Linked DNA regions of Bombyx mori: region 2 is linked to region 1. A link is a contact called in public Hi-C data. All regions are on one chromosome and are shown on one strand. The core of a region is the stretch at or near the end of the contact, and the rest is flanking DNA. Distances in the headings are between cores, read along the strand shown.

Region 1 (2,604 bases), core at 67-2,566:
ACTATTCATGCAGCACACGGTACATACACAGGTACACAGAGAGAACCGACACCTCAGAGGTTCCAAATGACCCCAGATGACGGGATTGGCAACAATTCAAACGGTGCTGAGACCTCTTGTGAGTCCGCATGGATAGGTACCACCACCCCACCTATTTCTGCCGTGAAGCAGTAATGCGTTTCGGTTTGAAGGGCGGAGCAGCCATTGTAACTATACTTGAGACCTTAGAACTTATATTTCAAGGTGGGTGGCGCATTTACGTTGTAGATGTCTATGGGCTCCAATAACCACTTAACACCAGGTGGGCTGTGAGCTCGTCCACCCATGTAATCAATAAATAAATAAATAAAACCAGGTCTTCAAATACTCCCAGTATTAGTCACTATTGCCGATTAATTATTCATAAAATCGGGATTATCGCTATTCTCGACCTTTGATATTTGCACACTTACCATAAGGTAATCTGGATAATAATAAGTAATTCAGCTCATCCCACCCTAATAACAGTACAATGAATACAATACTAACAGGTGGTCACAATGAGCACTCGTGAACAACATTTCGCGTACCTACGAGCGCCAGACAAACTGGGAACACAATGGCATTTGCATTATCAAACTAGCGTTTCTCGGTTACCTCGTGTTACGGGCGCATCCTGATTATATTCATTAAAAATATTGTGTATGTAATAAAGCTACAATTAGCACTAAAGGTTTGGAAGGAATAGAAGGAGACGAAGATGTTCCACCGATCTTCTTTAGATAAAACGTATATTACTTATTCTTTGTCAATTTAATTCCTAATGTTAATAATTCCTTAAAATTAAATGAAGAACGCAATTATTCTTAAAATCCCGCAAACAAACAAAAACTCCCGTCAATTTTCTCTCGTCAATGTCTTGATCAAACAAAATAACGATTTAGTATGAAGCTGATTCTCAGCAATAAACGCTCAACTTCATAATTAAAATTGTTCCGACCTTGTTTACTTTGTACACGAAAATAGGGAGATTGAACGTGAAATGAAATTAAAAAAGCAGCGCCATCTGCTATTGAGTAGAAATAATCTTCAAAACTTCCGTTTTTATGTTCTGTAATTTGATACGAATATTTTGGAATTTAATTTCTGTATTTTGGCTTAATATTATGGAATTTAAATTAACTTTATGTGGAAATTACATGTCTGTAATTAAATAAATGTAGAATTTTAAGAAACTACACAAGCGCCATCTATCATTCTATTTGAAATAACCTCAAGTATGAGCAAATAATTTAGCGCATTTAATTTCCTGTAAGTACAATAGATGGCGCTGTAATCAAAATATGTTCTCAAATCGTTTGTTTATTGAAACCACTACGTAAGCAACTTGACTATGCTCTTGGTATTACTGATTGCTAGGAGTGACAGTAACCCCATACATACCGACCGAGAGGGCTAGTGGTCGTGGCGCCGACGACCGCCAGTCCGGCGTCCCGAGGGGGAGGGTGATGGGAGAGATGTGGTCCGCACTAAACACTTCACTTTCCCCCCTATGCCTTTTCATGAGTTCTGTCTCATGTGAGGTTTGGACGTTGGTTGTTGAGCGACAGGAGGTTTTAGTCGGTTCGACTCCGACAAGCTCCGCCCGCCGTCCCCAGTGGAGGGCGGAAGTCCGGCGATTTCCTCCTGACCAAAAAAAAAGCCCCATACATATAAATACATACATATAAACCAGCAGGTGGGTTCTAGGCTGGTCTGAATGCCATTTGTCGATGTGGGCAACTAAGTTATTATTCTAATTTATAATTACTCTCTGACATATTACTATAGTTAAAAATACATTTAAATTAAAGAAAACAGTATCAATTCATAAAAAAATGCAAAATCTTACCTATTTCCTTTCCCAAAATTGTATAATAGCCGTAATTGAACGCCGCATATATTTTCACAGTGACTGCACTAGCTAAGGAAGTTCTGTATACTTAATGCGAGCTTTTTAACGTTCTCGATAGCGTACAAGTTAACACAATTTGTATGGGGTTGGAACGTTTGCCTACGTTTACCGCTAGGGGCGCTGTTCCAACTGCATACAAATTTGAGTAACTTTTACGCTATCGAGAACGTTAAAAACTCGCACTACGCACACTGGTAGAAATTTAAATATTAAAAGCTGTGCATCGCGTGGTCTAATATTTTACCGCTGATTGAATTTTACCCAGAATGTTTGCACTAACGCATGACAATTACTAAATTTGAACGTTTAAAAGTTAATTTTATTAAGAACTAGTTTTACATTTTTCATATATTCAAATAAAGAAATGTAAAATAATTATTAAAATATAGTATTATTGAAATTTGAACGATTTTTTCGAAGATGGAGACCGTCAAAATTACTTATTAAAAGTACATATATACAAAATTAGTAAAATATCTTTGGTCTAAGTTAATCATTTTTATTGTTTGTAAAACAATTTATCGAAATCATTAATTACTTCACAGACAAGAAACAGTCAAGCCGTGCCGACATTTGTATCCTGCCGAACGAAGCACACAAGCTGATTTTAATCAAGACTTCAAACCGTGAAATTCTTGAATAAACTGTAAAGGAGTCGGTGAACGCAATAA
Region 2 (2,604 bases), core at 59-2,558, 300 kb after region 1:
AAGAATTCCAGCAAATACTAAATTTCAATTTCTGATGAACCTTAAGCATATTTTTTATTAAAATTCCATTATACGATGCTCCTACCATAAATTAATTATTTAAATTGTTTATCTAAATTTATTGTCCTGATATTATTGACAGTTCAATATCATGGGTATCTATCTTGCTTGTGCTTCTTTCTGGAATCTTTTTCTTTTTAACTTAAGATTATATTTAGGGGAAAAAGCGGGAAAAAAAGAAACTTTGTTACAAATAAAATAAAATTTTATTCATGTTTATTATGTTTTAACTTTTACAAAAGATTTATTACGAAATTGGTATAAAGATATAATAAATACATTTTTCGTTACATTAAACTATCTTATGAAACAATGAAAAAAACACTTTTACATTTTAAGACAGTAGCAGTTTAGCACCTACATTTTACAAATTGCTCTCTATCAATTTTTAAATTATTTTAATTCAAAACAAACCCCAAAACATTCTCAAGCAGACTTAATGCAACTACCAAACAACAGATGGCGTTGTGCCTAAGCCAAAATGGCGACCTACTTGAAAAATAATATCGCAAAATTTTCTTTTCACAATAATATCCTCATGTTTAATTCACTTCTCGGGCAACTTGATGACGGGCATTTGTGAATAGCCCCAGTCTGATTCGCAGTGGTCGATCAACTGTCTCTCGGCTTCAGATAATGTTGATAAATCTATTTCTTGACTGTCTGTGAATGGATCTGTATACGGATAGTGTACCAGCACGCAACTGAAGTCCATGGGAGAGCAGTAACCAAGCATTCTCCTCAGCTTAGTCTCACAATCGACCTGTGTACAAAGAAACGAATTTGTTAGCTTTTTTATTTTGATTCCTTTTAACTTAATTCCTTGAATCGTTATAAATTCGATTAATAGGTTCTTGTTAGAGAGTCGGAAATTTTAATGACTTTTTTTACTTCGTGGAAACTAAATTGTCATATAAAATTAATAATAACTATGTATAATTCATTTTATGAAGAAGGAAATAAAATGAAACTCACTTTAATAACATGAATATCATTTTCAACGCAAAATGCTTGCAGGAGGACATCTTGCATATGCGTTGCACTATCGCCAGGCGGGGCTTCGGCGGTCAGGCAAAACAATGCACCATTGCAGTTCTTCGATAAGTATTGAATGGCGGGAAGTAAGCCAATAGTTAACCTTTTTTCGACACAGGCTCGCCTTAACACTGTCTTGATACATTGTCCGATAGAGCTGTGGGAAAACAAATACATTAATAAATTATATGTTACCAAAAACTTTAGTCTCTTGCATGTCAAACGGAGATGCTAACCGCCATACTACAAACAAAATATTATTATCAAAAGCATAAGGTACGTCAATTTATAGTCTAATTGGCATGTTTGAAGTTATTAGAACTTTAAAGTTCTTTGATCTAGGTCAAGTGAAATTCTTGTGAAATATTCATTTTAGTTTATGCATATTGAATTTTTCCTGTTGTAGCTGTAAAGTATTAAGATATTTATTTACCTTTTAGCTGCTATGACACTGAAGGTCTCGGCTTTTACTGGAACAACTGCTTCCTTGTACATTTTGGATAGACGAATGCTTCTTAACTCTTGAATTTCACTAATTTCCAAACTCCGCAGTGAAATCCGAATGTGAATTTTCACAGAAAGCACTAACACTTTACATAAAATCCTTCTATTATGTAAACACACTTGAACTTCTCGCAGTAATTCGAACTTGTGACACAATAATTTCACAACTTTGCTAACGAAACTCGCGTTAGTACACTTTGGATGTTCAATGTAGAATGTGGAGAAGTGACGTAGCGTTCCCTTTTATTGGAAAGGCCGCGCATGCGCACGCTAGTATTTGTATGTGTGCGTATCCTCCGATCAGTTTCGTCGGAGTTTCTTCGAAAAACGCTTGTATTTTCGGTTGTGTGAGTCGTTTTAACTAGTGTAAGTCTGTAAGTGTATATACGAGATAATAATAATGATACGTGGCACGTGGTACGTGTGTGTGAGTGGTTTTTTCTGAAATGCGAACGCGTGGCTTGTCGCGACTTGTTTAAGGACCAATTTAGTTGGAGCTACCCCGTTCTTCTTTTTTGAAGTAAATGCGGCCAGAAAAGGGTAGGTACTATCAGAACGGTAGGTCAAGGTATTTTTTGTTATCGTTAAGCGCATTGGAGAATATCGGAATTCCCGCTACATTGGGTTTTTATTTCAACAGAGGAAATATGGTTCATTTGAAAACAAAAATTGGGTTTGATTCTGGTTTAGTTGTTTTTTTATTTGTAATGAAACATTCGTTTTCAATAGGTACAAGGACTTTAGTATATTTATTGTAGAGCCATGACGGCAAGATGAGAAAACTTCTAATGGGCATTTCTTCTAGTGTTACGACAGGATAGAATTTATTTGAAGTTATGGGCAGGTAGTGAAAATGTTTTTTTTTTTTTTAAGAGATTTTATGACCTGGTAACTAAGACCTTTAAGTCATGTCTTATTTTACTTTATATTCTTAATTTTATGAAAAATGATAATATGGAGTGAAATGAAATGAAGATGATTAATTTGAGACATTAATCAACTGGG

What was found. A called contact is a pair of places that touch in the nucleus more often than the background predicts.
Region 2: a Hi-C map of posterior silk gland shows a contact between it and region 1, with 3 times the contacts expected there. The contact joins the promoter of LOC101742711 here to the enhancer-like site in region 1. A contact is called at or near these places in 2 of 7 Hi-C or Micro-C datasets (middle silk gland and posterior silk gland).

What each region holds. Positions count from the first base shown.
Region 1 is chr28:117,240-119,843 of ASM3026992v2, forward strand. No RefSeq gene overlaps it. Among protein-coding and RNA genes, the nearest start is that of A1, 12 kb to the left of the region's middle. Within about 2 kb of position 1,317, at least 2 of the 8 cell types and tissues checked have open chromatin away from gene starts, as enhancers often do.
Region 2 is chr28:418,732-421,335 of ASM3026992v2, forward strand. It overlaps LOC101742711 (electron transfer flavoprotein beta subunit lysine methyltransferase), which reads left to right and starts at 1,309. Exons shown (of 5, transcript XM_062676776.1): 1 at 1,309-1,371. The coding sequence starts at 1,324. LOC101742570 (growth arrest and DNA damage-inducible protein GADD45 alpha) reads right to left here and starts at 2,058. Exons shown (of 3, transcript XM_004933468.5): 1 at 1,529-2,058; 2 at 1,036-1,252; 3 at 244-823. The coding sequence starts at 1,590. The coding sequence ends at 608.